Regions from separate parts of the Sus scrofa genome. Here all the other regions are linked to region 1. Evidence: chromatin contacts called from public Hi-C and HiChIP or PLAC-seq data. All regions are on one chromosome and are shown on one strand. The core of a region is the stretch at or near the end of the contact, and the rest is flanking DNA. Distances in the headings are between cores, read along the strand shown.

Region 1 (2,702 bases), core at 95-2,594:
CCTTGCTCAGTGGGTTAACGATCTGGCGTTGCCGTGAGCTGTGGTGTAGGTTGCAGATGCGGCTCGGATCCTGCGTTGCTGTGGCTCTGGCGTAGGCCGGAGGCTACAGCTCCGATTCGACCCCTAGCCTGGGAACCTCCATATGCCGCGGGAGCGGCCCTAGAAATGGCAAAAAGACAGAAAAAGCAAACAAATAAACAAAAAAAACCAAAACTGCGAATACGGTAGTAACATTAGAACACAAAAGACAAATTATCTATTTTCACATGTGATGTCTCTTCCAGCCCCTTTATCTGCATATATGCAATTTAAAAATAGTAATCACTGTAGTTCCCGTCTTGGCTCAGTGGAAACAATCCGACTAGGAACCATGAGGTCGCAGGCTCAATCCCTGGCCTCGCTCAGCAGGGTTAAGGATCTCGTGTTGCCATGAGCTGTGGTGTACGTCGCAGACGAGGCTCGGATCTGGCATTGCGGTGGCTCTGGCCTAGGCTGGCAGCAACAGCTCCGATTAGACCCCTAGCCTGGGAACCTCCATATGCCACGGGTGCGGCCCTCAAAAGACTAAATAAATAAATAAATAAAAACAGTAATCACTGCAAAAATTGATGTGGTTTTGTACCCTTTTTTTTCACTTTAACATTATGTCATAAACATTCATACCAGAAAAATCTTAAATCAAACCTATACTATGCATGACGGTAAGGCAGGTATTACAGTTATTCCTATTTTACAAATATTCAATTTGAGAGCTGGTAAACCAAAAAACATGGGGCAAGGGGGTGCTGCAAGTGGCAGAAGTGGAAAAATAGCATCTGTACCTAGCAACCACAAGGATTCTCACTACATCCTTCTACAATCACCTCTCACAACTCAAAGACTTCATAGTTCTCCGCTGCTAGTTCTTCGATCTCCTTCAATTTTGAGTTACATATTCTCATCATCTTTCCTCATTTAGTCTCTCCTTTTTGACAGTTCCCAGGATAGAGTCTCATTCTTATTCTCGATCAACAGATCTCCCACCAAATCCCCAATTTACCTGACAGCAATCTGACCTCTCAGGACACTCAACATTCAACCCTCCAGCCGGAGGCAACCGGAAACGGAAGTTGTCACCTTGAGTACCTCACGGCAGGAAAGCAGAGGAGAATTTTAATACCCTGGTCCTGGGGGCACAGATTCCTGGTCCAGGTGGAGATGACATGAAGATGGCTGGAAGTGGGAAATTTCCCCGCATATCTGTGCATCTGGAGTCTGACTGATGTAAGAGAAACAGTGAAGGACCCAAGGGCGGGGAAGAGCAACGAGTCTTTGTTGGGAGACCGGAATCTTTAGACGCTGCACAAAGGGAGGGCCGCGGCCATTTTTCTCCAATCAACGGAGCTGTTGTTGGAGCGTGGACCCACCCAATGGGAGGGCCGGTTGTTGCGCTGCAGTTGGCAGGCTGCTGCGGGAGGCGGTGGCGGTAAGAAGCCGGAGGCAGCGGGGTGACAGGTAGGCGGCGGCGCTGTCTTTAGGGGACACGGAGTACCAGAAAAGAGGGATTTTCTTTTTCTCTGGCTGCAGGGAGTATAGAGAGGATCTAACGTGGGTGGTTCGGAAAGGGCGGTAGCTGGAGTGTTTGTGGTTCCGGAACCTTTCAGAGACCAGGTAGCAGCTTGGGAGGGTCGTGAGGAAGAGAAAGCAGCCGAGGCGGGTGGAGGCTGAGCCCAGTGGCGACGTGGGGGCCTCGGGCGTGGGGGGCTGCGGAGGCGCCGGCGGAGACCGGAAAGAGGCGGGAGCAAGACGGTTTAATGAGGGCTGGAGGACTCCTTGCATGAAGCTCCAAGAGAGAAGAGGACGCGGCATTGCAGGCACCTGAGAGAAATCCTAGGGCTTGCTTCGTAGGGCCATTTCTCCGGGTGGGGACGGAGGGAGCGGAGAAGAAATATTTACTGGCGGTCAGATCCTTGAAACTCTTCATAGCTGTGCATTATGTAATCCATGGCTGTTATTTACCCAAACAAGTAGGTTGCCCTCCTGGAAGAAGAGATCTTGCAACCTATTGATATGTCAGAATAGTTTTTTTCACTGCTTTGACTGTTTTCTACCCTGGCAGGCTCTGTGGGCGAGGAAGCATGAAGGATAGAGTAGTCACGAAGAGCTCATCCCAAATATGGACTTGGGCTGAGAGATAATGTTTGTTTGAGATGAGCGTGGCCAGGTTCACGTTTTATAGTTCGTGAATTTGTTTTGAGGGTCAAGGCTAATTTAAAAAAAATTTTTTTTTAATCTTCAGGAAAGTGGAGAGCCTCAAGAACTTATATATACTACGAGGTAAGTGCAAGTTGGAAAATGACTAGATAATTAGTTGGTAGATTTTTTTTTTTTTACCCCCTAAATATTATGAAAGTTAGAGACTGTGAAAATAAGGTGGTGGTCTGAATTCGTTTGGTTTTTTGTTTCTGTTTTTTTTTTTTTTTTTTTTTTTTTTTTTTTTTTTTTGCCGGGGGAATCACCTTTTTAAGTAATTTGCTCTGTAAGTTGAGAAGCTATTTATGAATTATTTATTTCTTGGGTTTAAAAAGTATGTTCTTTGTATCTCTCCAGTAGAGGTAAAATGCATTTATAGACATAATTACTTGTACATCATCGTGGGTTTTTTTTTTTTAGTTTTTTTAATTCATTTTTTGCACAATGAAATGTAGAATTAAAATAGGAAT
Region 2 (2,702 bases), core at 111-2,610, 220 kb after region 1:
CGCTGGCCTGATAGCGTTGGCTTTTGCTGCTTTTGATTATTCATAAAAGACACCCTGGTGGGGGGAAAATAAAGCCTTAAAAATAACATGCATTTTAAAAACAAAGCATCAAACCTTGGTCTAGGGACTTATAAACCACACAGATCATAAACTTTCAGACAAGCAATAGACCTGGGCAGGCACAAAGAACTGCCTTTGCCTGAACTAAATATAAGTTTTAAATCCGCATTTCTTTCTACAAAAAAAAAAAAAAAAAACAAAAACCGTTTTAAAGACGGAATGTGAAGGATACTTTTAAATGACTTTACAGTGCCACAGTGACTGGTGGCAAATCACCCATCATAAACATAGTTTAGGCTCTTCCTCGTTCCTCTTTAAACTCGCCTACATCTTCCATTACTTCTAAGTACTAAAGAGGGCTAAACAGAGATGACCACCAGAGTCAGGAGGTATCCAAAACATGTACATCAATTTAAAGACACAGTCAGAAGGCGAATCCCTTCATCTGAGGAGCAGCACTACCCTCCCCTCAAGTCGTGCCCGTAACCGCAGAGGCCGCTTGCACCACTCCTGCCTTCAAAAGAACCTGAAAGCAGGCCAGCCTCCTTCGCCCAATACTCTCCTATCCAAGCCTCCTCCCGCGGCACGTGTTTCCCCATCCAACTCTTCCTGTGCCTCCCGGCCGAGCCACAGACAACCTGCCCCCGCCCAGGACCCCTCAGCCCCAGGCAGGGCGCCGTAGGGGCTGCTCCTCGTCTGCAGCCCCTTCTCTACTGACCCCGTCGACGGCGGAGGCGGCCGCCGCAACGAGCGGATCACAGGAGCCGAGGCGCTTCGCGCCGGGGGCCCCGCCGCTCCGTACATCCGCCCGCCCTCCAGCGAAAGCAGCGGCGGTGGGGGCGGCCGCAGTGGTGGTGGCGGCTCCTCCGCCCCGCCCGCCGGAAGCCCCCCACGCGTACATCACCCAACAGAGGCCGCGGTGGCTTTGTTACCCAGGCCGGGCAGGGCCGGAGGGGGGGTCTGCCTCGCCCACCGCCTCTGCCTCCGCGGGGCACACACAGGACCCTCGTTCCGGTCCGGGCAGCCGTCCCTCGGCCTCCCCGCTGAGGCGGCGGCCCCGATCCCCGAATCCAGGCCCTGGATCCCGTCCGGCCTCATGCGGCGGCCTCCGCCCGGGCCCATCCAAGCTGGGCCGCACAGGGCCTGCCGCCTCCTTCACCCTCTGCTCAGCGACGAGGAGCCACAACGTCGGCCCAAGATGAGCGAGGTCTGCGCCTCACCGAATTTAAGGCGAAGAGAAAAGAGCCAGAAATCCCGGAGGTGGCGGCAACTGCGGCGGTGTCTCCTCTGCGACCGGAACTAACGCGAGGAGGTGGCGGAGGGAAGAGGTGCCACCCCCGCCCCGGTCTGTGTCCTATCGCGAGATTTCCTCCTCTGGGGCTCTCCCCCGCCCCTCCCTGATCGCGGCTTTGGGGCATGGGATGAGAAAGGAGGTGAAGGAAGCCGAGAGGATTTTGAAGGCTTCTTTATTCCCTCACTGGGTTCTAGGTTTCCAGGACGTTTATCCTAGATTAGACCATCTTTCTATCACCGCCGCATCATCGGGTCTCTTAGTTGGCACTCGGAGGGATTAGGAAAACGAATATTCCCTACCACCCCCGCCGGTGCCGAGGAAGTTGGACACGTCCGCTCTGAGTCCCTTCTCCACCGACCTCCTTCTCTAGCGCCGGAAGTCGGAGCCCAAGGGCTGGGGGCGCCTGAGTCCTTCGTGGGCAAAGGCTGAGTTTGGTAAAGTGTCTACACCTGGCTTCCACTCCAGCCCGCGTTGGCAGAACTTGCTCAGGTTAAGTCCGGAGCGAGGCAACATTGCTTTGCAGTGCTGGCTGGGTGGGGTCGTGCACTGCCTCTCTTAAGAGGGAGGAAAATGCAGATTGGTGTCGGAAGGAAACTCGGTCCTCCGAATGTGACCGCCATCCTTGTCTGTGGTCTCTGTAGTTCCCTCTTGAGTATGTTGGTTGTGGGGACTCGGAGATCATCGGAATCCCCTGGAGGACTTGTTAAAACACACTGCTGAGCTTCACCCGAAGTATGTAGATCTGGTGTGGGAATGTGCATTTCCAGCCAATTCCTTGTGATGCTTGATGCTGCTGGTCTAGGTACCACATATGAGAACCACTAAATTAATAAAACGTTTCACTAATAAAAATAATTGCTACTTTAGCAGGTATGTGTCATGCATTCTTCTAAGCATTTTCTGTATTCACCTCATTTAATCCTCAAAACTACCTTATGATCTAGAAATTATTATTAGCCCCATTTAATTTATAGCTTTTCTTTCTCTCTCTCTCTCTTTTTTTTGGCCACACCTGCAGCATGTGGAAGTTTCCAGACCAGGGATCCAAACCACGACACAGCAGTGACTGGGGCCACAGCATTGACAATGCCAGATCTTAACCCACTGTGCCACAAGAGAACTCCAGTTCCATTTTATAGATAGGAAAATTGAAGTATAGAGAGGCCAAGTAACTTGCTCAAGTTCATACAGTTAGCGAATGAAGAGCTTGTTTTGAACTCAAGCAGTCTGGCTCCACTGCTATAATATGCTGCCTTGCCACCAAGATCTTTCTTATTTATCCATTCAATGAATCTTAATTGAACTAGAGACCTCTAACTGCGACTTTTGCAGTAACTTTCTAACTGTT
Region 3 (2,702 bases), core at 55-2,554, 190 kb after region 1:
CCCTTGCTCAGTGGGTTAACGGTCCAGCGTTGCCGTGAGCTGTGGTGTAGGTTGCAGACGCGGCTCGGATCCCGCGTTGCTGTGGCTCTGGCGTAGGCCGGTGGCTACAGCTCCGATTCGACCCCTAGCCTGGGAACCTCCATATGCCGCGGGAGCGGCCCAAGAAATAGCAACAACAACAACAACAAAAAAGACAAAAGACAAAAAAAAAAAAAAAATCATAATACTGACCTCTTCCCTACCTCTTCAGAGCAGTTCCTCAGAGCTTCCTTTTTTTTTTTTTTTTTTAATGTTTATGGCCAGGGTCGGCAATTACTTTGTTCTATCAAGTTGCAGCTTTATTTTTGTTATTCAGAGGTTGTTTCCAGATAATTCTGTCCTCTTTTGGAAGACATGTAGAAGTTTCATGGCCAAGCTGCTGCAGTGTCAGCCTGGATCCTAAACCCACTACACCACAAGGGAACTCCTCATTTGATTCTAGTTCCCATTTTCCGGCCATTTTTTTTTTTTAACCCACTATCAAAGATGTGCCTCAGGTATATATGATAAAGAAATGGAAGGAGTATAAGCCTTTCAATGGCGAGAAAAGAGTATGTCACAGCAGTGACATCAGATCCTTAAGCTGCTGAGCCACCAGGGAACTCCAAGAGAAGTCCAAATTTGTCTTCTCTTAATGATCTTTCAGTCCCCCCACCCCAACTCTTTAGTTTACTTGGCCTTTACACGCAGAGGCCTTGCTCCATGCGGAAGTGTTGCTATATTGTGAGGAGTCCCTCTCACATTTCTTCGCCTTTGAAAATCTCGGGAAAATCCTTCCAATCCAATTTCTGTCCGTGAGTCCCAGCCACTAAAATTTTAAATTGGTTTCAGAACCTTAGCAAAAGTCCAAATCCAGGCACGTCCTAATTTGGAACTATCTGATGAAGGTGGTGTAAATTTTTTAAAGCATTATTTTAGACGTTGTAACGCTATTTCGCACTCTGCTTCCTTCAGCTTCTCATTTCTAGCGTTCACAAATACAATTTTTAGTTGAGCATGGACGAGGCGCTCCTCCCCAACGCTTAAAACGTCTCCTCAGCCCAAACACAGAACAGAGACAACATGGCCGCGGTCACAGCTCCCTCTGCTCAACCTGGTTGCGGAGCTTCGAACCCGGCGCCTGCGCACACGTCCCCCGCCCCCCTCCCTGGGCGCCAGCTCAGCCCCACCCTTTGTGCAAGCCCCGCCCCACCCGGAGGCGGAGTGACGTTTGCAGCGTCATCTTGTTTTCCCGGAGAGCCCAGACGCTTCGGCAATCGGCTCCATTTTGTTGTTGGACCTTGTCGCAGCCAGCTGGGTGTTTTCCGTTGTCGCGTTGCAAGCATTGTCTCCTGAGGCTTGGACTTTTTGGCCTGGACGGTAAGATGCAGAAGGAAGCGGGCTGGGTGTCAGGGCCCCTTTTCTGTTTCCCGAGAGCGTCTGTGACGTTCCCCTTCAAGCTTGTTGGCCGTCTGCAGTCCTGCAGGGTGACCCCTTTTCCCCTCGCACCGCCCCCCACCGCGCTTCGGCTGCACAAAGGTGGACAGCTCGTCTTCTATGCTTTTCCGAGTCCGCCGCTGCGGATTTCTATTTGAACCGTGACGCTCCAGACCCTGGCGGAGGGTAGTGACAGTGTTTGTTAGGCGGAGAGAGCTCGAACGTGTGCCTTCCCTAGAGGGAGCAGGGATCCCGATCCCCGGCGCTCCGAGCGCCATGTCGGTGGCGCAGGCGTCGGCCGAGCTCTAAGATGGCGGCGGGGCGGAGGCGGCGAAGCTGCGGGCGGAGGGTGGCCGCCAGAACGGCGTTCTGGAATGTGCGTGAGACGCGCTCCTCTGAGGACCTTCGTTCGTAACAGAGGGAAAGAAGGAACACAGGGACCGGGTGTAAGACGGTCTCACTGTCCGCTCGAGTCTTAAAGTAATTCGAGGGGAAATGGCGAGTGTCTTTGCCGTCAGTGGCGTAAACAGAAAGCAGGTTTAGGAACTCGACGGAAGAGAAATGATGTGGCATATTTGGAGGAGCTTGTGAGAGAAGCCAGGCGGTCGGGCACAGGCTTGGGAGTTTCTCCCCCAGCCCACCCCCTTGGGAACAATTGGATCCCCTTAAGTTGTGTTTAGAGACGAGGTGGTGCCCGGGCGGTTAGTACTGCTGTGAACGGTAGTTGATGAAAAGTTTATCTCTAATGTCTTTTTCAAGTTGTTAGGGATTTTTGGTTCTGACATTTCTTTAGGGAAAATGGTTTACACCGATGGTTGTGTAAGTTGCTCGTAGGCTAAGCTAGGTGTTTCTCTCCTTTTGGAAGGGATTAGCAACGAAATTCTGCTGTGTAGCACTGGGAACTATGTCTAGTCACTTATGATGGAGCATGATAATGTGAGGAAAAAGAATGTATACGTGTATGTGTAACTGGGTCACCATGCTGTACAGTAGAAAAAAAATTGTATTGGGGAAATAATAAAAAAAAGTGATGCACATCTGAATGGGCGAGTTATATATAAAGTAAATGCGTGCTTCTGGCAGGAAAGGATTTTTCCCAAAGTTGATCAATTGGAATTCCCTTTTCTTTTTTCTTTTTCAGCCCTCTTTCAGTAAATCTGATCTTGGCATGTATAATGCAGGAATCTATGAGTAGAATTCAGACTCCAGATTTAGAGATAAAAATTTTTTTTTCGGTTTATCAAACA
Region 4 (2,702 bases), core at 129-2,628, 180 kb before region 1:
TTCTTGTCTCATTTACTATAATCCTCTGAAGATATTGCTGTTACCCCCTCATTTTGCTATGGTGAAAAATCACTTTGGAAATAAGCTGGTGAGAAGCATCAGGCCCAGATTTGAGCATCTCACTCAAGGGCCTCAATGACAGACATCACAAAGATTTGGATTTCATTCTAATTACAGTTGGAAGCCAGTGAAGGAATTTAATGAAGAAAGACACATAATCAAAATGTTTTTGAAGATTATAAATTATTTAAAAATTGGAAAGACCACAGAAACCCCCAAAATACGAAAACTGGACTTTTTAACAAATCCACTAATGCCAAGAGAGGATTAGAACCTTACACACCAAGCCAATACATGCTGGAGCCTGGATTTAGACCTCAGCGTCTTATCCCAGAATCCTAAATCACCTTTTATGCCGCAATATAATTGCAAATAAATCTCATCAAATCACAAACAATCCTTCGGGCACCATTCCAGCAGCACCCTTGCTCCTTTGGGAAACTACCTCAAAGCTAGGGAAAAGGAACCCCAAATTTGCATTGGTCTTCTGAGACAACAATCTGTATCTCATTCAACGCTCAAGAGTACTTGAAAGCTGCTGTCAGGCCGAAACACTTAAGTGATAGTGTGGTCGCTCCCACAAGCCCAGGCTGGCTGCCCCAAACTGGGGGTTCCCCCAGAACCTGCCAGAGGTCCACCTTGCAGACAAACACTGTCCACTGCAGGCCCCAGCCAGCACTATCACACACCCCAGAAAATGTGTCCAAACCTCAAAAAACTTCTAGCCAAACCGAAGAGATGTGTGACTTCACCAATAAATGCTCAACCTCACAAGCACAAGTCTCTGATGACCAGTGTGTGGTTGCCATTATATTATTCCTGTACTATTCTGCACCCCTTCAATTTCTCAAAAAAATAAACAATTGAATTCTTAGGTGTGCACGCATGTATCTGTTGATGCATGTGTTTATATTGGTGGGTCTGTGTATCAGCAGATGGGTAACTATAGCAGGAAAGTCAGTTGAGATTTAAATTTTGGTTTCTATTTGATCATCTGCCCAGCATAATTGGCTTGAAGTATCATGAAAAAAACAAAAACAAAACAAAAAAACACCCAGGAATGACCAACCGAAGCCGGAGGGGCCTGGAGATCTGGGATCTGGGGACCCTCACCACAGCTCTCAGAGGAGCTGCTCCCTCTCCCAGGGTCCCCATCCCCACTCAAATACAAGGAACTCCCCATGGGCCCTGCGGCCACCAGCTCCCACACTCAGCGCCTAGAAAACCCTAAAATCAAAGGCTTTCCTCTCCAGAGGCCCATCCGACCTTACCGGAGGCAAATCCTGGGATCCTCACCGTGGCAGCCGCTTCACAGGCCTCTTCTCTCCTGGCCCATCTACGACAAGAATAAAAGTCGAATAAAGAACCAACAGCACAGCTCACTAACTTCCTGTTTTCGAAACTCCTGAGTCACTTAGGCTGAATGAGGTAGGCCAGCCTCCAGGCAGCACCTCCGTCTAGAGCTCCAGGAGAGAGCCCAAGAACAGGAGGCAGGGCTGGGCGGGGACCCTGGCCACTTGACCTTTGGCTCTGGCTGTGTGGCTTTGGGCAGGTCATTTTCCCTTGGACCCTCGTTTACCACTCTCTTCTTTCAAGGGTTTACAGATTTTGCTGCATTTGTGATGAAGACATCAATGTTTTCAATTCATGGAGCCTTCCTGCGTGGCCAGGAGGTCTAGAAATGGAGGCCCCTCACCACAGCTCTCAGAGGCTCTGCTGACCTTCAACAGAAACGCTCATGGTTTCCCCACTGGCCCTCAAATACAACGATCACCTCGTGACCCGGAGGCCACCAGGTCCCACTTTCAGCTGCCTAGAAAATTCTAGAAGCACAGTCCTTCCTTGCAAAGTTCCCAGCAGAACTTACCAAGGAGGCAAATCCTGGGGTCCTCACCACGGCCTGGGGCCTGGAGATACAACAGAGAACAAAATACACATTAACCCTGCCTTTTTGCTGTCAGTCAGTTGAAATGTTTTCTGATGATAAAAACAGAGGGGGATAAAATCAAATAACTCTCTTCTTCAGAACTGCTTTTTTTTTTTTTTCTCCCCAAGTGGAATATAAATTTTCAGAGGGCAGAGACCCATCTCACGGATGCCTGAGGATTAATGAGGTGTCTGAAAGAGCCCGGCCACCTGCCCAGGGCCGAGGAGAAGTGTGGTGGCCCTTTGCTACCCCTGACTCCACTCTGAGAATTATGAGGGAAAACACACCAACAGAATGAAGCCCTTTTCACGGCTAACTCTTAGGCCAGGAGGGTCTTCCTGACTCTCCCTCGAGACTCTCCAGAGCATCCAGCCAGTTGGTGTCCCGCTGTTTTGTGACTAGTTCCTGTCCTCAGCTGTGAGCATCACAAAAGCAGAGACTGAAACTTTTGTGTCCATGTTCCCAGGACACAAGAGTAGCAACATCTAGAATGTTACAAGGTTTCCTGCAAATCAACAAGGGAAAAAGAAAAACCCTATAGAAGGACAGTGGATAGAAACACAGGGTTCCCTGACCGGGTACTCAGATGGCCAAAGTGGATGAATGATGCTCAGACTCATGAAGAAGCTGAAAAATGCAAAATAAAGCAACGAGCTCCCTACTTTGTACGTATCAGATGGGCAAACGTTTGCAAGCTGGATCAGGCTAAGGATTG
Region 5 (2,702 bases), core at 97-2,596, 160 kb after region 1:
CATCTCCTTCCTGCCCCCACCCCACATCCTTGTTCTTGCTCACCCCATCCTTGCTTGAACCAGCCTTCTCCATTTCTCTATTACCCTTCTTTCCAAGTCCCCTTTGACTTCCTAAATAAAGCTTTTCTTAACAAACCTTCCTTTTCTGTGTCCCCCTCCCCCATCCCACCTGCTTCTGCCCTAGTTTTTCTTATGTTACATTCCTGTTTTCTGTCTCCCACAGTACTGGCAAGCTACCAGAGAACAGGAACTATCTCTTCTGTATCTCAGTATCACCAATACAGGCCAGTGCTAAATGCTTACTGCACAGACCGGCACAGTCTCCATTCCCTTATCACAGCAGAATTAAGTTATGGTGGTAGAGACAAACATTAAAAGGTGCTTTATGGGAAAAAAGTAACAACAACATATTTTAAAAATGAAGTGTTTTGTCAGCAGCCAGAATCATGGGATGCGTACGTGGATCACTCTATGAATGGGCAGCAAATGGGCCCCAAACCATATTCAGTATATGGTTTGGAGTCATGTGGAGCCTCCACAAACCACTGGAGCCTGGGGTCTTTGAAGATCTTCTAAGGGTCCTTATACCACTTCCACTCTCCAGATTCCCTGACACTACTCCAACTCCCCAGACTTCTAAATCTGGCAAGCGCTAAAGTGAAGCTCTAGTGGGCCACCACACTGGTTTTGAGTTATCTATTGTTAGATCTGAAGCAGCCCTTGGAAATAACAAAACCACCATTTCCTATGAATCTACAAGCTGCGTAGCTCATTAACAAGAATAGGAGGCAGCAGGGCACAGTGTGAAGGGCACCTGACCCTAAAACCAGACTGACTCCCCGAGCCGCAGCTGTCTAAACAGATTACTCTATCTCTGCGGTTCCCATCTCTGAAGAATAGAATAGCGTTCAGCTCACGGTATCGTCGCAAGATTTCACCGTAAAGTTGGAGAAAATGCTTGGCCTAAAGTCAGCACTGCTTGTTAATAAGTATTATTAGCAGGACCCACTTTACAGCCTGTGAACCTCGCCCTCTTATTTCAGCCCCACTTCAAGCCTTTTCCAGAACAATTAAAAGTGCGGGGAGCACAGTGGGCAAGCCGCGAGTCAGGACCCTGGCCGCTCTAGAACCCTAGGCTCTGGTGCAGCAAACCGGTTTTCTGCGCCTATCTCCTCCCCCGCCTCCTTTCGCGGCAGCACCCCCAAAACCTCAGCCTGCAAGGGCCACAGCGCGCCGACAGGGCCTCATTGCCGCACGCAGGAATCTAACCCACCGGAGAATCACCAGTCCCAGGTTGCCAAGAGCGCTACTTCCGGTCCTGCGCAGAACTTCCTGGAGGCGTAAAAGTGGGCGGGGCGGGGGAGCTGGGCGGAAGAGGTCTTTCCTATTTTGCATCTGAGTTCAGGGGCGCCTGTAGGGATTGCCCAACATTACGCCTTTTGTCCTAGTGTGATTATTTAAGAAGTTCTCTAAGGTCAAAGGAGTTCCTGATGGGGATAAATTACATCCTCTCCCTCGTTCTGGTCGGTTGGGTTTGGGATAGGGAGGAGGAGGAAGGAGGTGAGCAGAGGAGGGGCGTTCTCCTAAGTGGGTCTCCTGCTCGACTTCCGGGTGGCGGCCTGAAGAAACTTTCTTGGAATTTACAGACTCTCCGGAGCACCTGTTATTGAATCTTTGCTGTTTTAACAACAGCTGTGGGCAGAGCCTCCTTGCCTGACCACTTGAATTTCTCACAAGCTTCCTATCTTAATCTATTTCTTGACTAAAAAAATATCTGTATTCAGTGAAGTGGTTAAGTAAGTATGGGGTAGCGTCACTTACTCTTTCATTCACTTGAACACTGGAAGAGCGCTCTATGCTTTAGTTTTTAAGCTGCTTGGAGTGAGTATTCTGGAGGGGAGGGTGTTGTTGAATTAAGCAATTAAAGCATATAATATATTAGTGCTAAGTGCTTTAGGGAAAGGAAATCTTTAAGACAGTATTAAATAGATTTATCAGGTCAATGAGACTTAACTTTTGAGCAGCGACTTGGAGGTGAGGGAAATAGCCGTACTGAGTGTAAGTGTTCCAGGCGAAGGGAAAACCCAATGCTAGGCTTAAGGCAGAAATGTATCAGACTCTTCTTGAAGAGTAAGCAGGGGAAGTAGGAGTTTAGGGGCTGGAGATGAGTAGGATTGCTTGATCGCTTCCACAACCGGATTACTTGGGAGGGATCTGTTCTCCTCGAGAATTTTTCTTTTAAATATGCAGGAAACATGAGCATGTTTGAGTTAAAAGAGGGAAATGAATTAATTCTTTTTCTTTTGGAAATAGAGGCTCGTTTTTGAACTTCTGTCAATAAACTGTAAGAAAGTAACAGTACATCCTGAAACCATCAAGAAGAAAAATGGTAAGTTTTATAGAATTCTTATGAATGTCTTTGTATATATAATTTTTAGAAATCTAGTCAAGGGAAATAAAACTGCATGGAGATTTCAATGACAAGACAAATGATAAGCTGTAGAAGTGTAGAGTATAAAATGATTCTAAACAAAACCGAAACAAAATCACTTTAAAATTCTTATGTTTTTCGGAGTTCCCATTGTGGCTCAGTGGTAACAAATCTGACTAGCCTCCATGAGGATTCAGGTTCGATCCCTGGCCTTGCTCAGTGGGTTAAGGATCCCGTGTTGCCGTCAGCTGTGGTGTAGGTTGCAGATTTG

Evidence for each region. A called contact is a pair of places that touch in the nucleus more often than the background predicts. HiChIP or PLAC-seq counts read pairs in DNA pulled down with a chosen protein or histone mark.
Region 2: a contact with region 1 is called in a Hi-C map of skeletal muscle, with 4 times the contacts expected there. The contact joins the promoter of BZW1 here to the promoter of FAM126B in region 1. A contact is called at or near these places in 1 of 47 Hi-C or Micro-C datasets (skeletal muscle) and 1 of 2 datasets of contacts at active chromatin or transcription factors (alveolar macrophages).
Region 3: a contact with region 1 is called in an H3K27ac HiChIP or PLAC-seq map of alveolar macrophages. The contact joins the promoter of CLK1 here to the promoter of FAM126B in region 1. A contact is called at or near these places in 2 of 2 datasets of contacts at active chromatin or transcription factors (alveolar macrophages and skeletal muscle).
Region 4: a contact with region 1 is called in an H3K27ac HiChIP or PLAC-seq map of alveolar macrophages. The contact joins the promoter of CASP8 here to the promoter of FAM126B in region 1. A contact is called at or near these places in 1 of 5 promoter capture datasets (liver), 1 of 47 Hi-C or Micro-C datasets (skeletal muscle) and 2 of 2 datasets of contacts at active chromatin or transcription factors (alveolar macrophages and skeletal muscle).
Region 5: an H3K27ac HiChIP or PLAC-seq map of alveolar macrophages shows a contact between it and region 1. The contact joins the promoter of NIF3L1 here to the promoter of FAM126B in region 1. A contact is called at or near these places in 2 of 47 Hi-C or Micro-C datasets (fetal heart ventricle and skeletal muscle) and 2 of 2 datasets of contacts at active chromatin or transcription factors (alveolar macrophages and skeletal muscle).

The regions. Positions count from the first base shown.
Region 1 is chr15:104,746,330-104,749,031 of Sscrofa11.1, reverse strand. FAM126B (a long non-coding RNA gene) reads left to right here and starts at 1,344. Exons shown (of 12, transcript XR_002339352.1): 1 at 1,344-1,494; 2 at 2,279-2,316. It overlaps NDUFB3 (NADH dehydrogenase [ubiquinone] 1 beta subcomplex subunit 3), which reads right to left and starts at 1,197. Exons shown (of 4, transcript XM_021075852.1): 1 at 1,040-1,197.
Region 2 is chr15:104,524,594-104,527,295 of Sscrofa11.1, reverse strand. BZW1 (basic leucine zipper and W2 domains 1) reads right to left here and starts at 1,360. Exons shown (of 12, transcript NM_001244493.1): 1 at 1,281-1,360; 2 at 1-54. The coding sequence starts at 44.
Region 3 is chr15:104,560,744-104,563,445 of Sscrofa11.1, reverse strand. CLK1 (CDC like kinase 1) reads left to right here and starts at 1,304. Exons shown (of 13, transcript NM_001123099.1): 1 at 1,304-1,398.
Region 4 is chr15:104,925,033-104,927,734 of Sscrofa11.1, reverse strand. It overlaps CASP8 (caspase 8, apoptosis-related cysteine peptidase), which reads right to left and starts at 1,378. Exons shown (of 9, transcript NM_001031779.2): 1 at 1,332-1,378.
Region 5 is chr15:104,582,380-104,585,081 of Sscrofa11.1, reverse strand. It overlaps NIF3L1 (NIF3-like protein 1), which reads right to left and starts at 1,346. Exons shown (of 7, transcript XM_003133583.6): 1 at 1,274-1,346. It overlaps PPIL3 (peptidyl-prolyl cis-trans isomerase-like 3), which reads left to right and starts at 1,330. Exons shown (of 6, transcript XM_013984381.2): 1 at 1,330-2,389. The coding sequence starts at 2,387.